Regions from separate parts of the Sus scrofa genome. Here all the other regions are linked to region 2. A link is a contact called in public Hi-C and HiChIP or PLAC-seq data. All regions are on one chromosome and are shown on one strand. Each heading gives the region's core, a stretch centred on a gene start, on an enhancer-like site or on the middle of the called end of the contact. The rest is flanking DNA. Distances are from core to core; before and after follow the strand shown. Region 1 holds the start of KCTD13 (BTB/POZ domain-containing adapter for CUL3-mediated RhoA degradation protein 1). Region 2 holds the start of MAPK3 (mitogen-activated protein kinase 3). Region 3 holds the start of SH2B1 (SH2B adapter protein 1). Region 4 holds the start of CDIPT (CDP-diacylglycerol--inositol 3-phosphatidyltransferase).

Region 1 (4,164 bases), core at 707-3,206, 160 kb after region 2:
CTAAGGGCCACATCTGCAGCACATGGAAGTACCCAGGCTAGGGGTTGAATCAGACCTGCAGCAGCCAGCCTACACCACAGTTACAGCAATGCCAGATAAAAGCCTCATTTGTGACTTAGGCCGAAGCTCACAGCAACACTAGATCTTTGGAGTTTCCGTCATGGCTCAGTGGAAACAAATCTGACTAGCATCCATGAGGACGCAGTTTCAATCCCTGGCCTCGCTCAGTGGGTTAAGGATCCGGCAGTGCTGTGAGCTGTGGTGTAGGTCACAGATACAGCTTGGATCTGGCGTGGCTATGGCTGTGGCATAGGCCAGCAGCTAGAGTTCTGATACGACCCCTAGCCTGGGAGTTTCTGAATGCCACAGGTGTGGCCCTAAAAAGACAAAAAAAAAAAAAAGAGAGAAAGAAAGAAAGAAAGAAAAAAGAAGAAGAGAAGAAAACACCGGATCTTTAACCCACTGAGCAAGGCCAGGGATCAAACCAGCATCCTCAGGGATACAGTTTGGGTTCTTAACTCACTGAGCCACAATGGGAGCTCCTTCTTTTTGGTTATCTTAATAATTCTTATCTAGAAGTTAGGAGGAATGGATCAGGGCTAAAGCTGGACTTGGTAAAGAAGCAGCCGTCACTCAGACTGTGATGGAAAAGGTCACCATTGGTCATTTTTGTGGTCTGGACAATGTTCCTGTTTTCGTGTTCAATTATGATTATGGAACAGTCTTTCAATTCATCAGAGAGGAGTTTTTTCTGAAGCTGGTGTCCTATAAAATTGTTTATGCTCAACAGGGCAACATCATAGCCTAGCTTATAGTGTCAGGCCCCCTCATAGCAACAGAGGCTTCTGAAGGAATAGTGAAAACTGGGTCCCAGTTGTCATGAGCTGCTTTTCTCTTTCTCACCAGCTACACTTGAAAAATCAGAATTGACAATATTGCCCTTTGGGTAAAACATGGGCTCTCCAGGCTAACACAGGCCCTGTTACTCCCTAATACCTTGTAACTGGTTCATTCCACTCATTTACATTCCTACCTAGCCCCTGCCATTTACATTTGCACACGTCACTCAGCAGAAAAGAAACCAAACAAGCCCAGAGAGAAGTAACACTGCCGGTGAACTGATGGCCAGGCAGAACTACAGCTTCATGCTTCATTTTCCCTCCAGCAGATTCTCCTGCTAGACATTCAGATCGACTGTTAAATGTCCCAGGTATCAGCCTCTCAACAGAATGCAGATGAGATCAGATTCAAACACTTCTCGCCACACTTTACCAGCAACGTTTTCCTAGCTTATTTCTTTCTTCCAAGGTTGGGTGTCTCACGACATAGGCTGGGATTCTAAAACCCTTGTCCAGGTTGCTCTAGCCACCCCTGACCTTCTTTCTGCCTGTTAAATATGCCAAGTGTGTCTGGTTTACGGGTCTTTGTATTTGCCCCGGGCTCTTCTTGGAACTCTCTGCCCTCCGCCTCCACATAGGCGTCTCTTCTGAGCTTCAGCTCAGTATCACTTCCTCAGAGAAGCGCTCGTCAACGGACGACCTCATCTATTCACATCCTGCATGCCCTACCTAGCATTACTGCCACCTCCTCTGGGAGGCCACCTCCGTCTGGCCTCCCTTAAGAGCTCCCCTTGGGGCTTTCGTTCGCAGCTGTCAAATGCGCGGGGCCGGGAGGCGGGAAACTGTGCCCCAACCCCTTGCCTCTCTGGGCCCCTTCCCCTTCACGCCCATGAAGCACCCTGAGAGTGGAGATACGCGAAGGGGGCAGTGTTTTCCACACAGGCAGGTGGCCAAGAGCCCTACTTCGAGTCTCCCGGACAGGCGACCTGAACACACCTCACGCGGCGCCCCGCCCTCCCGCAGCCCGCGCTCGACTCCCTCTGCCAGCCCACCGCCACCACGCATGCTCCTCCCTCCCGGCCGCGCGAGGTCGGGGGCGGGACCTTGACGCGCCTGCGCAGTTCTCGCCCGGCTTCCGGGCGGTTCCGGCGCGATGATCCAGAGGGCCAGTGTCACTAAGTAGCGGCGGGGCTTAGGGGCGTGCGGGCCCAGCGGTCCGGCCCAAGGGCTCGGGTCCCGGGGTCTCTGGGAGCGGCCGGAGGGTGCGGAGACAACCAAGGATCGTCGCCCGCCGCCGCCACCAGGCATGTCGGCCGAGGCGTCTGGCCCCGCAGCGGCGGAGGCCCAGTCCCTGGAAGTTCCTAAGCCCGCGGGTCTCGAGCCTGGCTCCGCCGCCTACGGTCTCAAGCCCCTGACCCCGAACAGCAAGTATGTGAAACTAAACGTGGGCGGTTCGCTGCACTACACCACGCTGCGCACCCTCACGGGACAGGACACCATGCTCAAGGCCATGTTCAGCGGCCGCGCGGAGGTGCTCACTGACGCCGGAGGTACGCGAGCCGCCCTTGCTTACTGTCCTGCCTCCTCCAGATCCCCGTCTCCCTTTTCTCCCAGTCTTTCTTCGCCCAGTCTTCTCACGCCCCTTCTCTCTTGCCGTCCAGTCAACTCATTCTCACTTCTTCCATCCCCTACATCCCATGGCACCTCCCTTTTCTCATTCTTCATCCCCTTCCTCCCTCGGTCTTTACACCCAGCAGTAGTAACCAGCAAATTCTCAACATGTTAGGACCAAATTTTCATTACTGCTCCCCACGGACTCTTCCACTCTTTCCTCCTCAGCTCAAAAGACTCGGGAAGCAGCCCTGGTGCCAACAGCACCCTTCCAGGCAACCTTCATCAGTTTCTTCTACCTCAGCACTGCCAGCAACCACCCCCGAGAGTTGGAGGACCTAACACAGGTCCCTACACTCTAGAAATCTATCTGTAAATAACAGACTGTCAGAGGAGAGGGCTGCTTTGGGTTTGCCAGGGACGCCAGAGTGGAGAGTGGACAGTTCTCTCTGGCAGGCGAACCTTACCTTCTCAAAGTGTGTCGCAGTCAGGTTCGGGCTCCATATGCTCAAGGGGAACCTTAAAAGTCCAGGGAGGGGGATTCAGAAGAGGTTAACAAGGATTGTGAGAGCAGGAAAATTGAAATTGGGGAGGCAGAGCTCAGTCTTCAAATATCTGCAGGTGAAGAGTTTATTGTTCAATGAATATTGGCAAAATGCCAGTTAGTGTAGGAGATAGTTTGGTAAATGAATCTGATTAAGATGAGCCTTATGGAGTTTTCTTTTTTGTGGGGGTAGGGAGAGACAATAAGCAAGTAAACATACCAAAACGAAGACAGAAACATGTAATTCCAGATGGCAATGAGGTCTATGAAGAATACAAAGGTTAAAATGGTAGTGGAGAGTGGGGTAGCATTCTTTTTTTTGTCTTTTCAGGGCCGCACCTGTGGCATATGGAGGTTCCCAGGCTAGGGGTCCAGTCAGAGCTATAACTGCCCGCCGGCACCACAGCCTCAGCAATGCAGGATCCAAACCAAGTTTTTGACCTACACCACAGCTCACAGCAACGCCAGATCCTTAACCCACTGATCGAGGCCAGGGATCGAACTGGAGTCCTCATGATACTAGCCTGGTTCGTTAGCTACTGAGCCACGACGGGAACTCCCCCCCCCCTTTTTTTTTTGGTCTTTATAGAGCTGCAGGTGCAGCATATGGAAGTTCCAGGTTGGGTCGAATTGAAGCCGTAGTTGCTGGCCACAGCCACAGCCACAACCATAGCACTGCAGGATCTGAGCCATGTCTTCGACCTACACCACAGCTTAGGGCAACACTGGATCCTTGACCCACTGAGTGAGGCCAGGGATCAAACCCGAGTCCTCATGCATACCAGCTGGGTTGTTACCACTGCGCCACAACAGGAACTCCCTGGGGTAGCATTCTAATTCAATAGGATGATCAGAAGTAACACGAGGTAGAGGTTTATTGATACGGTAATCCGGAGGAACTTTCTCTTGGTGAGAACCCTCCAGGTATAGAACAGATGTGGGAGGGAATTACTTCTGTGTGTCTGGATGTGTTGAAAAGGGGCCTGTGGGAGATCTCACTGGAGATGTTTTAAAGGCATTTTCTTGGAGTTCCCATCATGGCGCAGTGGTTAACAAATCCGACTAGGAACCATGAGGTTGCGGGTTCGGTCCCTGCCCTTGCTCAGTGGGTTAAGGATCCGGTGTTGCCGTGAGCTGTGGTGTAGGTTGCAGACGCGGCTCGGATCTCGC
Region 2 (3,942 bases), core at 1,043-3,542:
GTTCCCAGGCTAGGGGTCGTCGTTGGCCACCACCACAGCCACAGCAATGCAGGATCTGAGCCACATCTGTGACCTACGCTGCAGCTCATAGCAACAAAGGATCCTTAACCCACTGAGTGAGGCCAGGGATCAAACCTGTATCCTGGTGAGTACTAGTCGGGTTTTTATCCCACTGAGCCACAAGGGAAACTCCCAATTCACCCTATACAGTAAGCTTTTATCAGCCCCAGTGCCTAGCTCACAATGCCATTCAATAGCTTATCAAAAATTTTTTGATCTGCAGTTCCTGTCATGGCTCAATGGTTAATGAATCTGACTGGCACCCATGAGAACGCAGGTTTGATTCCTGGCCTTGCTCAGTGGGTTAAGGATCCAGCGCTGCCATGAGCCTTGGCGTAGGTCATGGTGGCGGCTCAGATCCTGCGTCGCTGTGGCTATGGTGTAGGCCGGCAGATACAGCTCTGATTCAATCCCTAGCCTGGGAACCTTCATGTGCTACCAGTGTTGTCCTAAAAAGCAAAAAAAAAAAAAAAAAAAAAAAAAAAGATCTAATTAGTATCTTGAAATTTCATTGACTTGGGGGCTATTGGTGACCAGTGACTCGGTCTTATTAATCTGAATCAAGTGCCTGGTGGTATATCTAATGGTGACCAATTTCAGAATCATAATTACTGTTCCATTTTGTCTCGATCTTTAAGGCATACAAGGACCAGTTTCTAAGGGAGACCAAAAAAAACGTGATTACTTACTAAAGCCGAGGAGATGTGTTTTTGTGAAACTCCCAGCTCATATTTTCATTGTGAAGTAAGGGAGATGGACTGGGTGGGCCCTCTCTCCAGTTTTTTAGCAGACTCTGATTCTGGGAAACAGAATGGAATTAAAAAGAGCCTCTGCTTCTCTGTCAGAAGACACCATGTTGAGTCTCAGCTCCCCAACTCCAGATTTCCTGTTCTGTAAAACTTGATTCATCCATTAATTTTTTTTTTTTTGAGTGTCTGAGGGTCGAGGATTCAGCCATGAACAAGAAAGACATGGCCCCTGCCTACCCAGTTAAGAAAGGCAGATGAGAAGTTCCCGTCGTGTCACAGTGGTTAACAAATCTGACCAGAGCCATGAGGTTGTGGGTTCGATCCCTGGCCTTGCTCAGTGGGTTAAGGATCCAGTGTTGCCCTGAGCTGTGGTGTAGGTCACAGACACGGCTCAGATCTGGCGTGTCTGTGGCTGTGGTGTAGGCCGGCAGCTGTAGCTCCAATTGGACCCCTAGCCTGGGAACCTCTATATGCCGTGGGTGTGGCCCTGAAAAGCAAAAAGAAAAAAAAGAAAGAAAAGCAGTTGACGTTTATATTGTGGGATTGTTCTAATGAAGCGACTAGAGTGGGCCAAGTATTAAGTATATGTTCAAGTCTCATACAGAATCAAAATATGATGATCTTAACAGGATTCCAATTTTTGCCAAATCCAATGACAGAAAAAAAGTTACCCGTCTTGCTATATTTGGGCAAAGCCTGATCGTGTCAACCTTGCATGCAGCTCTCTGGACTCTCCCCCCCTTTCCCTGTAAAGGAAGCATGGGATCATCAATGATATGATCCTGGGGATACCAGTACCGCCTGGGTGCTGAGGCCAGGTCCCTAGCCCACTCTGGCAGGCCTCCAGTCAAAAGCCATTAGGCTGGGAGTCCGGACACCTGGGCTTTCCAGATCTCAAGTTGTCTGCGCGATTCCAAAGGACCTTGCGCTGCTCAGCCTTCAGTTTCCTCATTTGTGAAAGGCAGGCTACCTCTAGGAGAAAGCCATCTCCCACCGCTTTTGTGAAATATGCATGGGATCACTTAGCATCGGGCCGGGCTCAGGGAGGCCAAACGCCAGAGGGCTGGTGAGGGTCCCCTAAGGTTCCATCTGGAGCCGGACCACTCAGCCGGGCTGAGTGGGGCTGGCAAAAGCAGCGGGGACCAGGCGGCCCAGTCTTGGCCCCTCATCCCAGCCCTTGTTTGGTGGCTCTGGGTGAGGTCACTGGGGCGGCCCTACTGGCTGTTCTGCATTGGAGGGGGGGAGTGGGGTTCTGGACCGTCTCAGACGGCCCTGGGGAGCTTCTAGATTGACCGAGTAGACGGAGCCCACAAGTGCCAGGGACCATGGCATCCGTGCCCAGAAAGCTGGGCGCCGCTGCGGGGGGGTGGGGGTCACGTGACGGGCGCGGGGGCGGGCGGGGGCGGGGTCTGGCGCGCGCGCGGCTCCGCGGGTGACAGGGCGGGCGGGAAGGGGCGGGGCCGCCGGGGGGGGAGGCGGGCGGGCGGGAGGGGAGGAGTGGAGATGGCGGCGGCGGCGGCGGCTCAGGGGGGCGGGGGCGGGGAGCCCCGGGGAGCCGATGGGGTCGGCCCTGGGGTCCCGGGGGAAGTGGAGATAGTAAAGGGGCAGCCGTTCGACGTGGGCCCGCGCTACACGCAGCTGCAATACATCGGCGAGGGCGCGTACGGCATGGTCAGGTGAGGGGCGTTCCAGGGGAGGGGGCGTCTTAGAGGAGGGCGATCCCAGGGAGGGGTGCTGAGAGCTCTCTAAGGCCTTGGGGTCTCTGAGCATCGTGAAGCCGCAGGGGCTTCGGGAGGCTGGAGAGCGCCCCAGGGAGAGGGCCTTGGAGTGCTTTCTGGGGGAGGGGGCGCTGCCTACGATCTAAGAAGAGGGGGGCTTGGGGGGTTTTGAGGGGAACCTTCTCTAATGAAGGGAAGGGCCTCTAGGTGGGGGAGCTGTGGGGACCTTGGGCAGTCTATAGCCACAGGGCGAAGAGAAGAGAATAAGTCTTCTGGGGGAGGTCATATCCTTGGTGAAAACGGCAGGAAGGACCCTTCCCAGGGAAAGGGCGCCTGGGATCTGCCCCCCGGGAGTCGAATCTAGGAGTTTGGGAGAGAAGAGCAGAGCTCAGGGCTGGACAGGGTGGGGCAGGGCTTTGGGCCTGGGGCCAGGGACCCAGTGAGCAATGAGGGGGTCCCGGAGTGCCTTCTTGCAACTTTCAGGAGGGCTCTGTGAGTTCTCCCAGCCCCACTGGGGGCCCTGGGCCTTTGTTCATCAGGGATTAGCTCTGCTGCCCGGGAACCTCCCCCTGACACCCGCCCCTGCTGCATCCCTTCTCTCCCATCCCTCCTTCTTCCTGGATTCGCCTCCCTGTATGTCCCTCACACCTCCCGCCCCTGGCCCTGTCTTGGGTAGAGGGAGCCCATCCGGGGAAGGGGAGGATGAGGGGTGAGGGCCACTAGAATGGAAAGGGTTGAGGAGAAGGGAAGTCAGCGATCGGTCAGTCCCTTCCTCTGTTTGTGAAGTCACTGAAGGGCTGCCTGGCTGGTCCCCAGCTTTCTCCCTGGAGATCCCAGGCCTTCACAGCAGGAAGGAACCAGCATTGTTTATGACTGGCTCTGGCCAGTCTCTCCTGCTCCCTCCCCTCCCTGCCAAGGCCTGGGTGGGGCCCGCCGCCGGGCCTGGACTCCCCCCGCTTGGTAAGGCCACACCACCAACATCTCTCCGGCCCTCTCAGCTCAGCTTACGACCATGTGCGCAAGACTCGAGTGGCCATCAAGAAAATCAGCCCTTTTGAGCATCAGACCTACTGCCAGCGGACCTTGCGAGAGATCCAGATCTTGCTACGCTTCCGCCACGAGAACGTCATTGGCATCCGAGACATTCTGCGGGCACCCACCCTGGAAGCCATGAGGGATGTGTATCCTTCACCTTGGCCAGACGGCTGGCCGGGCACAGCTTCAGAGCTGGGCTGGGAGAATGTTGGCTTGCTTTCTGTTTCCTTCTTCCCTACCACCCTTCCAGACAACCCCAGTTCAACAGACTTTCCAGCAGAAAGAGGCCACAAGGTGTACGAGGACCGGCCAGGCCGTGTGGCCTTGGGCAAGTCTGTTCTCTAAGCTCTGCCCCAGGAGGGGGCTGGGGAAGATGGTGT
Region 3 (3,785 bases), core at 1,069-3,568, 230 kb before region 2:
CTCCCTCCTCGGATCTCCGCTCCTGCTCCTCCGAGGGCAACACTTCCATCCCTTCCCTGGACCCTCGCCTCGCCCCCGCCCCCCCCAAGCCCCGGCCAATCCGCCGGCTCCCCAATGTCTAGCCTGCACCCATCCTGCTGCCTCCTGGATCCACTCCCTCCACTACCCAGGTGTGATAGACAGCGGGGCCGCGCCTTCCTCTAAAAGGGAATCTTTCCTACGTCAATTCTCTCTCTCTCTCTCTCTCCTTTGCTTTTTAGGGCCGCACCTGCGGCATAGGGAGGTTCCCAGGCTAGGGGTCCAGTCGGAGGTGTAGCGGCCGGCTTCTGCCACAGCTACAGCCACGCCACATCCGAGCCGTGTCTGCGACCCACACCACAGGTCAGGGCAACGCCGGATCCTTAACCCACTGAGCGAGGCCAGGGATCGAACCTGCGTCCTCATGGATGCTAGTCAGATTCATTAACCACTGAGCCACAATGGGAACTCCCATCTCCCTTCTCTAAATGAAATGACCCTTCAATGCTTATCCCATTGCCTCCCCTGCGCCCCTCTTACCTTTCCCTGGGATGGGTTTTAACAACCTCTATAACAGATGAGGAAACCGAAGCTCAGAACAAGTTTCAGAACTCCAAGACTAGTTTTCCCCAGCGCGCAGTCCTGGTCCCCCGGGGCCTGACTGTCCCAGTCTCAGTCACCACCCCTCACTGTCCCAGAACTCAGAGACCCTGCCTTTCGCTGCCCAAGGTCCATCTCTGAGGAGGGAGCTTGCTCATGAAGGAGGATGGATGGATGGATGGTGAAAACGACCGTCTGGAAAGCCGACCCCAGGAGCCCGCACCCAGGCACTGCCTGAAGGAGGCCTGCAGTGGCCACATCCCACTTCTTTGGTGCCCTTTCAGTCTGGGGTCCAGAGGCAGCAGCACCAGGCGAGGACAGGCTGTGGGTTGGGTCTGGGCAAGTCTTGGCTGGCCACAAGCAAATACAACATATCAGGGAGCTGGGGCCTTGGGATTTCTCGCCTTCCTCTTCTCTCGCAGGGGAGCATGCCCTAAAGACTGGTTAGCCTGGGGTTAAGGCCAGAGTTTCTGGAGTTAGACTTAGGATGAAATTCCATCTCGGCCGCCTAAGAGCTGTGTGATCTTCAACAGATTACATGTCCTCTCTGAGCTTTTGCTGTTACAGCTATAAAACAGAGCTAATGATCCCTAACCCCCAGAACTACTGGGAGAATTAAATGAAATAACAAGTCCCTGCTTGACACAAAGTAAGCACACAATAGATGACTGCCGTTATCACTATCTTTATGGGTTCCAATTTTCTACAAGAGAAATCAGTGCAAGGAAGAGCCTTCCCAAGATCTTACAACTCCTACCAAGTGGCAGAGCTGGGCATGGAATTTACAACCCCTGGCTCTTCTGTTTGTGTCCCTTCCTCTACTGGAAGCTCTGACTGGCAACGGGATGAAGGCAGTTCAGGCAAATCTCCCCAAACCTCAGACGCCTGCTCAGACCCACGGTCAGCGTTCCCTCCCCTTCTCCTTGGCCTATAGACCCTACACACTCAGATGGCTCCAACCGTAGGGACAGTTCCAAAACAACGAGAAGAAGCCAGGAGATGCAAGAGTCATGGAGCACAGGGGAACTGAGCCAAGAGGTGCAGAGACCGATCTCCAGGCAGAGGCCACCTCAGCTCACAACTGCCCACCCAACCCTCTGCACCACAGGCAGACCCAGCCCCCTTCAGGCCCGCTGACCCTGTGGCTCCTGAGCTGGTGACTCAGTTTCTCTTCTGCCAAGCGGGACTCAGACACATTTTCCCAGTGCACCTGCTTCTTGGCTCAGTGGTGCTATTTCCCGAAGGCCGGGTGGTGGAGGGTGCAGGCTCCGCTCCAGGCTCGGACCCTCCGGAGCCGGTGATCAATCCACTCCGACCCGACCCCCTTCACCCTGGACACCCTCTACCCGCCCATTCCCCGGGGCCGCAGCCCTGTCTGCCGCACTCTGCGGGGCCGGGCGCCCCTCCTGCCTCGAGCCCCCCGCGCCCGCCTCCACCCAGGGCTCCCCGCAGGCGCCGGGCCCGAGTCGCGGAGAGGGAAGAGGGACTTGAAGAGGGGGGTTCCGGTTCCGGTCCCACCTGCATCTCGGTCCCTGCGGTTAGCTCCGGCGGCGGCGGCGGCGGCGGCGGCGGCGGCTCCCGCTCCCTGCCCCCCGCCCCCCTCCGCGACGGGCTCCCAGTCCGGTTCTGCGCAGGCGCCGGGACCCCTTTTTTCCCCGTCACCGAAGGAAGAGACCATAGAGAAGAGCGGGGAGAGGGAAGGGCACCTTCGCGCTCACTTCCGCCATCCTCCCACTCTCGGCCACCCTTCCAGGGCTCCGAGGGTGTGACTCTCGGCGGGCTCAGTGACTTCTCCAGCTGTGCCTAAAAGGGATCGCAGAAGCAACCCGAGGAAGGGGTTGATTCCCACAAGAGCGCCCTCTGAAGGACAAGTCGGGACAAAGGGGAACAGTCAACCGTAGACAAGGCACCTTAGGGGAATAGAGTCCCGAGGCCCTGACGGAGGCTAGAGGAGCCGCCGGTACCGGAAACCAGCGAGTTGACGCTGTTTGAAGCGCCCATTGCAGCCTAGAGCGCCTGGTCTGGCTGCAGAGGGATTCGCGGACACCGCCCCTAAGGAGCTGGGGGAGGAAAGATGCAGGTGACCTTGGTGAGGCCCCGTGGAGAGGCAGAGTCTGAACTTACGACCTTGCCTCTCTGAGGAAAAGTCCTGGAGGTTCTAGGAGGTTCCGTCTCTGAGCTGGGGGATGAAGATGGGCGCAGGAATAATGAGGTCCGTTTGGGGTGTGCCGGTGGGACATCAGGAGGCAGGTGGACCTATAGGCTGGAGCTCAGGAGAGACATTAAGGCCAAATATAGAAACGGAGACTCATTAAGGTGTAGTAAAGGGCTGTTGAAATCATGAGCACGATGAAATCCTAGTCAAGTCACAGTGACCTAGCTTCAGCTGGCCTAAGCAATAAAGGAGTCTCTTGGCTCTAGCCATTGGGTCAAGCTTCTTCAACAGCTGAATGAAAGCGCCAAAAGAAGAGTTTCCGCTGTGGCTCGGTGGTAACGAACCACCAACTAGTATCCATGAGGACGTGGGTTCGATCCTTGCCCCTGCTCCGTAGGTTTAGGATCCAGCATTGCTACGAACTGCGGTGTAGATCGCAGGCGGCTGGGACCTGGTAGTGGCGTAGGCAGGTAACTGTAGCTCTGATTCAACCCCTAGCTTGGGAACTTACATATGCCTGGACAACATACATCTTCAGAGGTGGCTCGGATTTGATCCCTGGCCGGGGAACTTACATATGCCAGAGAATGCAGCCAAAGAAGGAAAAAATAAGTAAATAAAAATGCTGGAGTTCCTATTGTGGCTAGGAATCCGAGTAGTATCCATGAGGATTCGAGTTCCATGCCTGGCCTCCATCAGTGGGTTAAGTATCCACCGTTGCCGAGAGCTGTGGTGTAGATTGCAGATGCCACTCGGATCCGGAGTTGCTGAGGCTGTGGTGTGGGCTGGCAGCTGCAGCTCTGATTTGACCCCTAACCCGGGAACTTTCTTATGCCTCGGGTGCAGCCCTAAAAAGGACAAATGACAACAAAAAAGAAAAAAAGAAAGGATAATTGAAGGAGGGAAGTTTGGGGAAGGTGAGATGGCTGGGATCCAGCACCCTGGTTAAGGCACAGTATTAATAAGAAAGGGAGAAACACGTCTTCCTGCTTAGGAAAGGGCTGGGGGAGTG
Region 4 (3,849 bases), core at 195-2,694, 210 kb after region 2:
GCCGTGAGCTGTGGTGTAGGTTGCAGACGCAGCTCGGATCTGGCGTTGCTGTGGGTGTGGTGTAGGCCGGCAGCTGTAGCTCCACTTCGACCCCTAGCCGGGGAACCTCCATATGCCGCGGGAGCGGCCCTGGAGAAGGCAAAAAGACCAAAAAAAAAAAAAAAAAAAAAAAAAAAATCGCTGCCTTAAATCTTCCTGGGGGAGGGAGTGGGACACCCACACGCCCGCCCCCTCTCCCCTGCCTCCACTCGGCCCGGCGAGAGCCTCGCTTTCCTTCTTCCCATCCAAGGCCCTTCTTAAGACAAGGCAGCCCACTTGCCACCCCCGACCTGGCAGATGGGTCGAAATCTTGGGCTCCTGGGCAGAAGAGGGGACAGGGAGGTCTAAAAAGCCCTTTTAGGGGCCGTGGGAGCGGGGAGTTGGGGGAGAAGTTTGGAAAAAGGGGAACCCAGGGCGGCTCCGCTACCCCTTACTACGAAAACTTTGGCATATGCAAAGGTTCCGCAGCGCCGTTGCCAGGAGACTAGGGATTCTAGAACCACAGGGGTAAGGGCATTTTCCTAGCTTGTCGCATTCGCAACTCCTCCGCTCCCTGCTAGGTCCCTCTTAGGGGTCAGTGACTCTAGCGCTAGAATCTAGAGAGACCTGGGAAGATGACACAGAGTGGAGCCTGCGACCTAATCCTCCCACCACTAGGGGCACGCGAAAAGCAGCCCCCCCCCAGGTCGCCCTTCGGGCCCTCTGGCTGTCATCTCGTTGCCTGGATCCTGCAAGAGCTAATGAGGGTGGAGAGAGGGGGGCGGGGAAGGAAAATGTGGACTGTACCAAATAACCTGACCTCTTGGGGGTGCAAAAACGCGAGAGAGCGGAATCTTCTCCCCTTATCTTTGTCTCCAGGAAGTCATACCCTGCACAGAAAGGAACGTAGAGACATTTATCTAGGCCTCCTTCTCTTTTGGCCTCTCCTTTTCAATTCCCTTTTTTGCTCGACGACTATGTTTCTTTTTCCCCTCTCCTCCCTCTGTGCTTTGGTACAAGCCGATGGTAAGGGGCGGAGGGAAGACAAGGAAGCCAGCAGGTCTTAAAGGGGCCGCAGCCATTTCAAAAGCCTCTTCTTCCTTTCTCCAATTTTGCAAGGTAGAACGCAGTAGAGTAGGTTCCGGAAGCCCAGCACAGCTGGAGCAGCAGAGGCCGCAGCTGGAGGCAGGAAGAGGCGAGCGTCTGCCCTGAGGAAGGGCAGGGTGTTCGCTCCCGGCTCACAGCTGGGTTAGCCCATGCTACGGTCGACATTGAGCTTTAACATCTGGGACCCGGCTGGGGCAGCAGAGACCTGCGCGCAGTGGGCGCGGCCGATGCGCCAGGCTGGAGGGTGAGCGTCGCGCCGGGGCTGGGACAGAGTTGGCACCTCCGGATAAGGCCCAGAGCGGCCAGGGGGCCTCCGCGATGCCAAGCGAAAATATCTTCCTGTTTGTGCCTAACCTTATTGGTGAGTGCTGTCCGCGGCTCCGGGCCGAACGGGAGGGCCAGGGGTCTTGGGCAGGCTTCCTGATCTGCCCTGTCTCTCCCTCGTCCCGTCCCAAGGTTATGCCCGGATTGTCTTCGCCATCATTTCTTTCTACTTCATGCCCTGCTGCCCCTTCACGGCCTCCTCCTTCTACCTGCTCAGCGGACTTCTGGACGCTTTTGATGGACACGCTGCTCGAGTCCTTAATCAAGGTGACAGATACCTCCTCCCAGCCAGCCTCGAGGCCCAACAACCCTCTGCCCCCTTTTCCTGCTTCCTCAGGTACTCAGGAGCTCTGTCATTCCCATCTCTGTAGAAAGCAGAGCAGAGTGGCCCGCTTTTGTAGCGGAAGGGATTTAAGCTCGCAGTTGAGAAGCACTCTTTGAGAGGAGGGGTGTGGGATGGCAAGACTGGGCGTGGCAAGTGGCAGTGCTGCCGGCCTCTCCGAAGGATTAAAACATCCATTCAACAGATGTTTATGTTTATTGGTATCTCCTGTGTGGCAGGCACCAGCCAGAATGATTCCAGAAGGTGGGTTTGGAAGGCAGATGGAGAGGGAAGAGGGATAGTTTCTGGAGGGTTGTCTACTTTTTGAATCTGTTCACTTCCAAGACTTCCCTAAGATTTCAAGTCTTCTTGTCTGGAGACCTGGACCCTGGATTCTGGGGTTGATGAGCTCTAGAGCTAGCCTCCCCACTTCTGCTTTGTTCTCTCTGCATTCCCATGTGTTCTGTTTTGTGGCACGGTGACCCTGGCCCTTTGGTCCAGGCAGAACAGTCTCCTCGCCTCCCCAGGCAGTGGATGCACCGTCACCCTTAGACTCTGCATCTGAATGATCCACCAGATACGGCCCCTGTCATCCATCCACCGCCTCCTCCACAGCTCTTTGCCACCTAATAGCCACCATTTTTCAGGGACCCGGTTTGGGGCCATGCTGGACATGTTGACAGACCGCTGCTCCACCATGTGTCTGCTGGTCAACCTGGCCCTGCTGTACCCTCGAGCCACCCTTCTCTTCCAGCTCAGCATGAGCTTGGATGTGGCCAGCCACTGGCTGCACCTTCACAGGTCTGTCATTCTGGGCGTGATGACCGGGTGGGGAGGGCTGAGGTCATATGGCGGTGGGGGCAGTGTCTTCAGGCTTCTCGGGAGATCTCCTTTTTAGCTCTGCTTTGCCGAACGACCTTGGGCAAATCTCTGAATCAGCTTCAGTCCTGTTTTACAGCTGGATTCAGTAATTCCTGCAACTTTTCTGGCTGGTTATTCAAGGATTCCACAGAGCAAACATCCCTTGGGCTGGAGTTCCTGTTGTGGCTCAGAAGGTTAAGGACCTGACACATTCTGTGTGAGGATGTGGGTTCGATCCCTGGTCTCACTCAGTGGGTTAAGGATCCTGCGTTGCCACAAGCTGTGGCGTAGGTCCCTGTGACTTGGATCCAGTGTTGCTAATGGCTGTGGCGTTGACCACACTCGACCCCTAGCCTGGGAACATCCACATGCCCCAGGGGCAGCCATAAAAAGAAAAATAAATAAATCCCTTGGGAAGGGGCACGGGGCTTTTGAGTCCTGATTCTTCCCCTAGCTAGGTGGCGTTGGGCAGGACAGTGGTCTTCAGCTGTGCCCAGTCCCTCCTCTGTTCAACGAGGCATCCTGACACCTGCCTCCTGGGGGTTGGCTTTCAATGTAATGAACGCTCATGGATTTCCCCCTACTTTCTTTCTCCCCCAAGTTCTGTGGTCCGAGGCAGTGAAAGTCACAAGATGATTGACCTGTCGGGAAATCCAGTGCTTCGCATCTACTACACCTCCAGGGTGAGCCTTCGCTGTTTACCCCGCTTAGCTTAGGCCAGTCCTGGGCTCCGCGCTGGGTCCAGGGTAGGATTGATGAGAAGGGCCTGTGTGAATGGCTCCGGGTAGCAAGTGGACCTGTGGCCCCGGGTGTGTCCAGGAAGGTAGAGCTGAGTGGCTGGAGGGAAAAGGGAGGGAGGAGGAAGCCAGAGAGGTCTGCGGAACCAGCTTGCGAAAGGCCTTAGGGGGACTTGCTGTGGGTGTGGTGGATTCATTGATCCCTGGCCTGGTGCAGCCAAAAAAAAAACACAAGGCCTTAAGCCTTGATAAGGAGTGTACTTTTTTTTTTTTTTTTTAAGTATATGTGCTGCCAAAGCAAGCACAAGGAGTGTAATTTTTATCCTGGGTCAGCACCTCCAGATAGGGCCCAGGCCTTCGAGGGGTCTGCAGCGATGCCAGGCAGAAACAACTTCCTGGAAGTCCCTGTTGTGGCTTAATTAGAAGGTGAAGCCCCTGACTAGTATCCATCCTTGATGATGCGGGTTTGATCCCTGGCCT

Evidence for each region. Hi-C and Micro-C count contacts between places; a contact is called where the count stands out from the background. HiChIP or PLAC-seq counts read pairs in DNA pulled down with a chosen protein or histone mark.
Region 1: a contact with region 2 is called in an H3K27ac HiChIP or PLAC-seq map of alveolar macrophages. The contact joins the promoter of KCTD13 here to the promoter of MAPK3 in region 2. A contact is called at or near these places in 1 of 47 Hi-C or Micro-C datasets (heart right ventricle) and 1 of 2 datasets of contacts at active chromatin or transcription factors (alveolar macrophages).
Region 3: a contact with region 2 is called in an H3K27ac HiChIP or PLAC-seq map of alveolar macrophages. The contact joins the promoter of SH2B1 here to the promoter of MAPK3 in region 2.
Region 4: a Hi-C map of heart right ventricle shows a contact between it and region 2, with 4 times the contacts expected there. The contact joins the promoter of CDIPT here to the promoter of MAPK3 in region 2. A contact is called at or near these places in 2 of 47 Hi-C or Micro-C datasets (embryonic fibroblasts and heart right ventricle) and 1 of 2 datasets of contacts at active chromatin or transcription factors (alveolar macrophages).

Annotation. Positions count from the first base shown.
Region 1 is chr3:18,139,381-18,143,544 of Sscrofa11.1, reverse strand. KCTD13 (BTB/POZ domain-containing adapter for CUL3-mediated RhoA degradation protein 1) reads left to right here and starts at 1,956. Exons shown (of 6, transcript XM_021086431.1): 1 at 1,956-2,389. The coding sequence starts at 2,146.
Region 2 is chr3:18,297,760-18,301,701 of Sscrofa11.1, reverse strand. It overlaps MAPK3 (mitogen-activated protein kinase 3), which reads left to right and starts at 2,292. Exons shown (of 9, transcript XM_021088019.1): 1 at 2,292-2,485; 2 at 3,526-3,708. The coding sequence starts at 2,313.
Region 3 is chr3:18,531,815-18,535,599 of Sscrofa11.1, reverse strand. SH2B1 (SH2B adapter protein 1) reads right to left here and starts at 2,318. Exons shown (of 11, transcript XM_003124516.4): 1 at 2,137-2,318. The coding sequence starts at 2,296. It overlaps LOC100516669 (a long non-coding RNA gene), which reads left to right and starts at 2,371. Exons shown (of 2, transcript XR_115809.4): 1 at 2,371-2,707.
Region 4 is chr3:18,089,028-18,092,876 of Sscrofa11.1, reverse strand. CDIPT (CDP-diacylglycerol--inositol 3-phosphatidyltransferase) reads left to right here and starts at 1,444. Exons shown (of 6, transcript NM_001167642.1): 1 at 1,444-1,486; 2 at 1,582-1,716; 3 at 2,419-2,572; 4 at 3,234-3,315. The coding sequence starts at 1,444. LOC100622642 (putative protein T-ENOL) reads right to left here and starts at 910. Exons shown (of 6, transcript XM_021086430.1): 1 at 839-910.